Regions from separate parts of the Pan troglodytes genome. Here region 2 is linked to region 1. Evidence: chromatin contacts called from public Hi-C data. All regions are on one chromosome and are shown on one strand. The core of a region is the stretch at or near the end of the contact, and the rest is flanking DNA. Distances in the headings are between cores, read along the strand shown.

Region 1 (5,152 bases), core at 1,956-4,455:
TATCCATCACTTTTTTTTTTTTGGTAAGAGACAGGGTCTCACTCTGTCACCCAAGTTAGAGTGCAGTGGTGCAATCACATAGCTCTACAGCCTCAAACTCCTGGGCTCAAACAACCCTCCTGCCTCAGCCTCCAGGGTAGATGGGACTACAAATTCCATTTTACACAAGCATGTCCTTATTAGAGAATTTTAGGTTGTTTTTATAATTTTGCTATAATTCCAAATCCACCCCCCTCCCACCCTATGAATTACTGATTGGCTTTCCACCATTAATTTTTATATTAATAATTTATCCATTTAAAAGAATATGTTAAGATTGTTACTATATTAACAACTTTTGTCTAAGAAGCTCTGTCAATTTGCAGTCTAACAAAGGATGGAGTGTGAACTCCATGTCAGGCTAACAAGCCTTGAGCATTGACATGCTAGTATTGCATTGCTGTTTTAGTGGCTTTCACCTTAAATTGTGGTTATAAAGGGCATTGCTCCTGTCATGCCTCTGAATATATTCCTTTGTTTGTTTGCTTTCTCATTCGTTCACTCCTTCACATTCACTCAGTAAATACTGAGTGTATATTCTGGGCCAGTAGTTTAGGTGTGAGATCAAGGTCTCAAGTAAAGAAATAAACAAGAAAATATGGATTGTGGTAGGGACATGAAATACACAGGCTGGTGCAACAATGAGTACCTGGAGGCAGTGCTCCAGGTAGACAGGGAATAGTCTGGTGTGTAGAGAAAGACAAATGAGCCAGTGAGCTGCAGCTGGGGGACCAGGAGAAAGAGGTGGGGCATCTCTTGGCATTTACCATAAAATTCTATCAAAATGTCTCCAAAACATTGCTCTTACTAAAAATACGAACCCTTATTCTGACCTATCCCAAGTACCCACTTCCAAAGCCTACCCTTCTCCTCTGTCTGTCCTAGTCAGCAGAGTCTAAACTTCAGCGTATTATAATTTGTGAATAATAATGAAAGCCTGAAAATGCTCTGAAATTAGAGGGAACTTAGATACCATCCTGATGTTGCTCAGCATTGCAATTACCTGACTTTGAGGGACCATTAATGAATGAGACTGTCTCAACACTAGATTAATGGCCACTTTCAACAGTGGAAAGGGAACAGATGTCCAAGAAGACAGAAAGGTACTAACAGCTGTGTGTATATGCGTGTGTGTATATGTGTGTGTGTTCTCCTTCAATAACCGGGGTGGTGGCTATGGCCACAAGCAAGGAAGATGGGTGTTCACGCAAAAACAATCAACCTGCTCGTGCTTTGGAGTTACTCTGGTCTAGCAGAAACTGCAGCTCCCCAGGGCTCATTATCACCTCTGGACTTTGTCAGAGTGAGTCAAGTAGCAAGAACACAGAGGAATCGTCCAGGAACTAGACCTGGGAAAAATATATCAGTCTTTCTCCAAACAAAGCCTGTTTGGTATTTCAGGCAATTAGTTTCCAAACACTTGGGTCAAAAAGCAACAGATTATATTGTCAAAAAATTATTTCCTTGCATGAGATGAAAAATTAGACAAAATATATAAGAATATATAAAAATTAAAGTAGACAAAATATATAAGAATATTATCAGTAGTCATTAGATGCTCCTGTCAAGTATTGAAAAAATAACTTATAATAATCTATAAAATGTATGCACACTCTTTTCTTTTCACATCCTTCTAAGGCAAACAGCCCCCAGTAGGCGATTAAGCTGATGCACGAGTAACGATCTCTTAACAATGCCATGCCATCAAATACTGAAGTACAGTTCAGTGTTTCTAAGAGCAGAGAAAGAAAAAAAACATTAAAATTATTACTAATATAAACACTATGATTGTATATTGCACTTGAGGGATGAAGATCTAGAACAATGAAGATGATACACATATTTACCTACAGACAAAAGATGGTAGATAAGATTTTTATTATAAAGGCTTTATTTATAAAGGGAACACATTAGAAGCTAAGTAATTGGGTCAGATTTGGTAATTAAAAGCAGCTGAATAATCAACAAACGCTTAACAAAGGTGTTAGAATAAGATCATATTTTAACAGAAGATGAAATACATAGAAAGGTTTTTATACTTCAACCCTTATTCTTCTGCCTGTTTTGCATTTTTCTTTTAAAAATACACAAAAAGTATAGGAAGCAGTAGTGAAATAACTACTACCTAGTCAACCTGTGACTGAATCTGGCAGTTGTTAGTAGCAGGTGTAAATGAAACGATGCGAATAAACTAGCAGGACTAAATCAAAAAGATTTCAATGTGGGTGACATAGCTAAAGTCTATAATTTAGGATCTCTAATACATATCCAGTTTGTGGTTGAAAATTCCTGCTTTCTAGTGGGCTTTACGTCTGCCACAACCCCAAGGAGTGAAACGAAACTCAAGACTAACAATGATTTGTTGTAACTAGACGTAGTGGTGAAAATCTGGCCAAAAAAAGTCCACTATAAATGTAACAGCTGTGAGGCTTAAGCCTGGTGGCATTTAAACCATTTTACTCTTTATAGCTATAAGAGTATTCAACCCCAAGTTTACAATAACATCTCAAGGCAAAAACTCAAACAAAACACGGCACGTGCGCGCGCGCGCGGCGCGCGCACACACACCCACACCCCCCTAAACAATGCCCTCATAGACAAGCCCCTTTCAAAGTCCCACCTAATTACAGGCTGACAATCTTTCCAAATTATCAATCAGAACAATAAAAATGCCCTTGAGGGCTCATTTTAAACAATTCTCTGGTCCTCCTCTAGGGGGCGAAGTTGGCTCGCATTTCACTGAAAGGGGAAATTATTTTCAAACCCGGATTTTCGCACAGTGCTAGAAAGATATTCACATACAAAGGGGCCTTTCCGCGCTCCTGCTTCTTCTCAATACATTTCACTTCGGCTGATGAGCAAAGCAGCCCAGCCCTTCGGCACAGTAAGAGGGAGGGAATGTGATTACGGCTGAGCATAAGCAGGGCTTAATCAGCACAGCCCTGAAGGCTGGGCCAGCTCATTCTCCTCAAACTTGAGATCACAGCTATGGTTTTGCCAAAGATGATACACTTTCAAGAATATATGTCGGTGTTTTTTTTTTTTTTTTCCAGGAGAATTTTCCACTGGGGAAATTCTGAAGCCAGGTGAAGCCTCACACGGGGCTCCCTCCCACCCGGTCTCCTCTGTAGGGCCTCCCTCTGAGAAACCACAAAGCAAGCTGCTGGAGGTCTGAGTGCCTGCCCTCCCTTCCTGCACAAACGAGGCCCTTTCTACCCTGAGGATGGCATCTGGTGGTCAGGAAGATGCCTGGACAGCAGTTCCTCGCTGGGCCTCGCTTCCCCCTCACGGAAAGGGTTAGGTGTCCTCTTAGGGAATGCAGGTCTAGCTACAGAAGGGGCATACACAGGCAATGCCTATTCCCAAGGGAGAATCAAATGTGAGTTTTAGCACCCTAGCAACCATACAAGGCAGAAGGCTCACAGTGTGTGTGTCCCTGACCCATGGATAGATCCAGTTTTTGTGGGTTCTAAGCCTTATACAATTTTGGGGGTCCTCTTTAGAAAAATCATACAAAATTAGGAATATCACATTAGCTACAGGGCATTGGAATGGGATGTTGCCAGTGAAAGATCCTGAAACTTAGGGTTCTTTAACTGCTGGGCCATGCAGTTATCTTGTCCAGCCTGCCACCACTGGACTCTCCCCTGCAGTAAAACCCCATGTCACGTGTGCTGGCTCTGGGTCTCTTCTTGGCCTCTTGAACATGGTGCCATCTCTAATGAGGCTGACAGGGGTTCAGCACGACAGGGCCTGAGCTCCACCCGCTTAGGACTGTCCATTGCCTGGAGACAGATACCGAGGTGGAGCTACTGAAAGAAACACTTGCGCTGCCCTGTGAAGGGAACAAACTCCTCTGCCACGGGTCAGCTCTCCACACCTACCTGACCAAGTCTCAGTCACCAGTTTGGGTCATCTCACTAGTTCAGACTCTGCCTCCTCCTCCTTTTCCACCCATGGGAAGGTTATGCAACCCCCCTTCCAGACCTCCTTGGGCTGCACAAAGGTGCCAACTATACTAGTCTTTACTGAAAGACAGCAAAATAAAGTGACCTCAATTGAGAGCATTTATCTAAACATAGTTTGTTTGCATATTTTCAGTCCTTGTAAAAATAATACACAATTTTCTCCTTATCTGATGGCAATATCACTTACCTAAATCTTAACAATAAAATGAGGCAAGGCCTAAAAAAAAAAGAAAGTTAAGTTTAGTTGATGTAGCTTGTTTTCACATGTGCTACAGTTTGGAATTTATAAGCAAACCAGATATAAATTTTCTTCTTTTTGAACAAAACAGTAAGAACAACTTCTTACATATAGAAATGTCTTCATAAAAGCCATTTATCACAAAAAACAGTGTTCTGCAAATTTGATTTAAAAACTTTTTTTGGAGATGGGCTCTTGCTACGTTGCAGAGGCTGGACTCGAACTCTTGGGCTCAAGGGAATCCTTGGCTTCAGCCTACCAATGAGCTGGGACTACAGGCACATGCCACTGTGCTTGGTCTTCTGCAAATTCTTATTTGTAAAATGGAATGTGCTGGGAAAATAACAGCCACCATTATTTGCATCCTGTGAACCACACGTAGTCTAAACATTTCATATAGACTATTTCACTTAATCACCTCAATAACCCTATGCAGTATTATCCCTATTTTATTGATGCGGAAATTGAGGCTTTAAGAGGTAAGCGACTTGTCCAAGGTTACAAAGGTATTTTGTATAGATTTGAGGCTGGGCAGGTTGAGCCTTATTGTTAGTCTCTGTGCCATGCTGCCTCAGCAGCCAAAAATCACTTTTGATACTATAAAGAACTAGTGAGTTTCACAAGATAGTTATTTTTTAAAAGCAGATCATTGCACATATTTAGATTTTTTCCCAAATTCCTATTTGATTAAAAAAAAACAGGCTGAGGAATGGGGCTAGTTTTTTCCAAGGCTTTAAAGGTTTTTAGAAATCATCATAATAGTTAAATGCAAACAATGTAATAGCTACCATTTATTGAACATGTATTATGTGATGGGCCACTGGCTAAGTTTACTATGTGCAGTGTTTCCTTTAATATAGCTATCTTGTGAGGCAAATGATATGATGCCCATTTAACAGATGAGGAA
Region 2 (5,152 bases), core at 1,985-4,484, 65 kb after region 1:
GGTGATCCGCCCACCTTGGCCTCCCAAAGTGCTAGGATTATAGGTGTGAGCCACAGCGCCTGGCAAGATGAAGGCATTTAAAAAATTTTTTAGATTTTAGGAAATGAGTCAACAATGTGATGAGTAGATTTCCTGAATTAACTGAACACCCAATCTCATGAAAGTTTACAAATAAAACAACCACTCACAATCAGCCTAACACTTCTTATGGCTTATCTGTTGGCCTTGGACATCAGTACATGCAAAAGTAAATAACCGGATACCCTTGGGTCACATGTTTTCATACTTTGATTAAGAATTACACTTGGTTAAAGATGAATACTTCTGTTCCTGGCTTAATTTCCTACCTAGGGCTAATAAACACAACTATTTGAAATATAAATTCTCTTTAAATGTAAAGGATAATGCAATGTTTCTGACTGTCAAAATTACTATGCAACTGTAACTTTAGCACTAAAAGCATATTAAAACTATTAATCCTTTAATCATAATTATTCATATTGCTGTGGTAGAAACATCACACATACACACACACAAACACACACACACCAGTTACTTTCTGTAGAATTTGAAATTGCTCTATCTAGCATTTCCGGAAGGTTCAAGCTGCCACCCTGCAATTTATCCAGTAGCCTGCTGCTTGAACAAGCTAGATAAATATCTAATAATTTTGACCATGTACTGCGTGTTAAGTCCAGTTTAAGTGTTTTCCAAAGACAAAGTTTTCATATACTTTCTGTAAAGCCCTACAGATAGAGACCATTATTATCCCCATCTTATAAATCAGACTGAAAAAGGTTAAATAGCTAATATTTTCATCTAAGTCTGTCTGACTCCAAAGCCAACACCCCAAATCACTGTTAAACAAGCTTCTCTTCCAAGTTAGGGCTCAGAAAAATTTACTTGACTTTCACAACTTGCCTTCCTAGGTTAAGCTTAAGCTGACATAAAACTCCAAAACAAAGCAAAACACAATAAATCACATAATTCTAATTTTTAAAAAAACTAATTTGATATTGGCTAACCACTTCCTCAAGTTTTCTGACCATGAAGCCCTTTGCTCTCACACTTTAATAAACCACCGATATTCTCTAACAAGTGACAACACAAATCCACAAATCTAATTGTTAGAGAGCTTTCAAGTTAAGACTGGAGCTTTCTGGACAGGAAATTTTTATAATTCTATTTTTTTCAGGCTCTTGTGAAACACAGATTCACATTTTCATATATTTCTACACAAATCTAAGTGCTGTGTGCCCTGTTGGGGGTTCGATATCTAGTAAATTACATGAGTTAAATACAGCAAAAATAGGACTGCATTATTTATAAGGTCTAACGACGCAGTAGACTTTTCAGCATTTTTTGGACTTAAACCAGGGCTTTACGGCGCTGGTTAACTATTAGAGAAGGCAAAGGGACTGAACATTTTATCTGAAAGTCCTTTTATCACTTAAGACTCTGTAAAATGTTTGATTACTTTAAAAATTGTGTGTGTGAATAACGTTAGTTTACTAGAAAAGGGGCTTGCTAGTACATATAATTTGGTTAAAAAAACAAAAACAAAACAAAACAGCTCCTTACTTGAATGTGATTGTTTTGGCAATAGTAAAATTCAATCCCGTCGTTCTAGCGCTGCCTGCCTTCCTGGTTCTCCTAGGTGAGGGCCGCCATCCTGCGATAATTTACTTCGAGAGCTGCGAAGCGCTGGCAAGGGTGCAGTCTGGTGACTAGCACTTTTAAAAACAAAGCCAAACTCCGCTTTTAAAATAGAGAAGGCACAGACGCAGACCCTGCCTCTGACGACATCCAAAAGATTCATTATACACAGCCTATTCAGGCGAAGCTACAACCGCCCCAGGAAATATAAACTGTGTCGGCAAAGACAGCAGGGGGGAGAGGAAGTAACTGATAGGAAGGAAGCTAATCATGTGAAGTTTGTCCAACTCCACACGGTCTAATAAATTCCCGTTTGTTTCCGCTGGGAGCAGCCATTAAACGCGCCCTGACACGTGGGCGCAGGAACCTCCCTTCTACCTCTGGTGTTCAGAGATTTCCTTCTCGACCCACTTGTTTGTATACAACCACGCCCGGCAGGATGACCACCAGATGACCGGCCGCAGCAATGCCTCCACTCAGTCTCAGTTGGGCAAAGTTTCACTCCACTGCGGCGACGTGAACAAGAATCACGGCTTCCTTATCGTGAGTTATGAATGATTTAAGCCAAGTTTACAGGACACACAAAGCGAGGGACGAGTGAGTGACGGGAGGTGCTAAGTGACAGCGTTTTAAAGTCAGCTTTAATTGATATGCCCTAATTAAAATGAAAAACAGAAGTCACCCTGCCCCACGGGATAACTGTCGGGGCAATAATTTAAAAAAAAAATCACCCAAGACTAAGCCTCAACCTCCCCCTTACCACTTGCAAATACAGTCTGCAGAAAAGCAGCCTCGGGTCCCCACTCGGGGGTCCCTCGCGGGGTGCGTCATATGGGCTCTCCCCTCTGCGACCCGCTATTTCCCTGCTAGACCCCCAGCGCCCAGCGGATTCCAAGGCTGCGCTCCCGCCGGCTGGTCCCGGGAGGTAGAAAGTAGGCAGAGGGGCGTGGCGTCCCTGTCGCCCCCACATGCCAGCCCTCCTCCAACGCCTGACACCACCACAAGCCACGGCTGGGAACACTGGGGGCCTCCCACCCCGGCGCGGGGCGCACGGCCGCAGGCTGGCGAGGAGGCAAGCGAGCTCAAGGGGAGACCTTTCCTTCCACCCCCAGCCCTAGCCCCAGCCACAGCCGTGGGGGCGGCTTCCCGCAACCTCGGGCGGCCGCCCGTCGAGGGCGCGCGTTTCTGCCTCTGGGTCTCGGTGTCCCTTGGCCCCTTCCTCCCCCTCCCCCCGGTCTCCGGCGCCCAGCGCTCAGACCAGTCCCCGCCCTCCAGCAGGACACTCTCCCCTCCTTCCTTCCTTCCTCCGCTCCCTCCCTCCATCTCGCTTCCCAGCACCCGGGACTCGGAGGCGGCCCCCGAACTCGCTGGCCGACGCCCCGCGCCGCGCCCCGACCCCGCGGGGACCCGACTCACCACCCGCGCCCGCCGCTTGGTACTCACCCGCCTGCCGGTGCGCTGCCCCGCCGTCGCCGCCGGGACTCGGTCTCTAAGGGCTCCTGGAGACGGCTCCGACCTCTCCTCCTCCTCCTCTTGCTCCTCCGGGCGCCGGCTCCGCCTCGCTGGGGTGGGCGGGGCGGCGGCGGCCCCGGGCTCCTTCCTCCGCGCCGGGCCCTGCCTCCCGCCCGGACGCCCTGGCTGTGCTGCCCCGGGCCGGGGAGCCCGCGTTGTGGCCCCGCAGGAGGAGGGGCGAGGCCTGGCCTGGGGAAGCTCGGTGGACGTCTGGTCGTCTTTGGCCATCCCCCTTCCTCTAATTCTCATGGAGGACCTGAAGTTCTAGGACTTGAGGCCCCCCACTCTCCGACCCGCCCTCGCGCGGGGCCGCCCTGACTCCTCGCAAGTTTCCTTCGCGTGCGAACGCCTCGCTTGCCCCTGTGCCAGCGGTCCCCAGGGCTGTGAGGATGAGCGCTGCCAAACCCCTACACGAAAGTTTGGTTCTGTTCCAGAAACTATGGAGGAAAACACTCATAGTAACATTTAAAGGGCCCTGGGGCCACGGAGAGACGTTTCCCAGAAAGTGGAGGTATAACTGCGGATTATAGAATTTGTAGTACATCCACCCACCATGAGCTTCCCGTCCATCTGCCCCGAACCCCTGAAATTTGTTTCCGAATGTCCAGTACCTGGCAGAGTTCTGCCTAATGAATTAATGGGATTTGGTTGGTCTTTTCTGGAAGGGTTCAAGGTCGGGTAAATGGAGGAGCCATTTCTGCTTCCATAGATTTTGTACTATTCCTTCGGCCATTCGACAAACATTACCAAGCACCCGCTGTGTACCAACTGCGATGCTAAAGGTGATGGGAGAGGTACAAAGATGAATCAGACAGGGGGCTTGCCCAGAAAGAGTAAAGAAGCTGGATGTTCAGAAAACCACTCAGCGGACTTTTAGAGTATTCCTAGGTAGCCGCTTTCTTGTTTGACAGGGTGGAGAGAAAAGAGGTGAGGCCAAAGTAGGTCACTTAGAACCAGTGTGGGCAGAGTCCACAGTTGAAATGGAGTCTGAAAGCATTGGTGAGGGATGTCTGTGTATTGAGTTTCACCAACTGAGGACAAGTGGGCCCTGGGGAATCTGGGAACTAGGGACTGCAGTCAGGGCATTATATTCCCTCTTGCTTTCCTTCTGACCCCTAAGCAAGTTTCAGGCTTAGTGAAATCATTTGCACATGTAGAAGAGGTGTCACAGGTAGAGTAGGTGTATGAATGCATGCCTTGCCCCAGGAGTGTGGTCTTAGCAAGCTGCGGATGGCGATGGTTTGTGGGATGCAAGCCACAGACTGCCAGAGGGGTCTTTATTTCCTGTTCTGTTCAGCATTAGGAAATGCTTGACTGATTCACAAGTACTAACAGTTCAAATGATACACCTGAAACAGAACAGCTTGACACCACAGGGACTGAGGGGTGGCATACTGGAGTTTGTATTTTTTGGCCACAGACCACAGAATAGACTCCTCTAAGCTATGCTACTAATTTTCCTTCCTGGGACACTTTATAGTTTAATAAGTGCTTTCATGTACTTACTCTTACTTTTCTCTCATTAGTCTCTTGAAAAAACCTGGAAGCTGGAACACCACGTATTGCCACCAGTAACTTAAGCGGCTTGTGGAAGGTTTTTCTAGTTGAGTGCTGTTCAAAGTGTGGTTCATAGAATAGTGACAGTCTGCAAACCGTTACCCATCTACAAAGGGATGAGCATAGAAATTGCAGATGAGCATGTAGAAACTTACAGCAATTTGACAGAGTAATTTTATGTCTGTTAAATCGTTTAAAATGCAGCTTTGTATTTTATGTCTATTTCGTTTTTCTTTTATGTGGAAAGGCATCAGCCTGCAACAGATTGAAAATAAAATATCACAGATAGTTTGAGAAGCACTGATCGAGATAGTATTAGGTTAGTACAGAAGTTATTACCGCAATTACTTTTGCATCAACCTAATAGCAAGGCAGGAATGATAAGAGCTAATACTTAACCAGCACTTTCTGCATAGCAGATGTTGCT

The links. A called contact is a pair of places that touch in the nucleus more often than the background predicts.
Region 2: a contact with region 1 is called in a Hi-C map of stem cell-derived neural progenitor cells, with 4 times the contacts expected there. The contact joins the promoter of GNG12 here to the enhancer-like site in region 1. A contact is called at or near these places in 4 of 7 Hi-C or Micro-C datasets (blood, induced pluripotent stem cells and stem cell-derived neural progenitor cells) and 1 of 1 datasets of contacts at active chromatin or transcription factors (stem cell-derived excitatory neurons).

What each region holds. Positions count from the first base shown.
Region 1 is chr1:163,218,099-163,223,250 of NHGRI_mPanTro3-v2.0_pri, reverse strand. GNG12 (G protein subunit gamma 12) reads right to left here. Exons shown (of 5, transcript XM_009460436.5): 3 at 4,195-4,224. Among named protein-coding and RNA genes, the nearest start is that of GNG12, 66 kb to the right of the region's middle. Within about 2 kb of position 3,205, at least 15 of the 24 cell types and tissues checked have an H3K27ac peak or open chromatin away from gene starts, as enhancers often do. A contact at or near this core is called in induced pluripotent stem cells, stem cell-derived excitatory neurons and stem cell-derived neural progenitor cells, where this site is marked.
Region 2 is chr1:163,153,006-163,158,157 of NHGRI_mPanTro3-v2.0_pri, reverse strand. It overlaps GNG12 (G protein subunit gamma 12), which reads right to left and starts at 3,234. Exons shown (of 5, transcript XM_009460436.5): 1 at 3,100-3,234.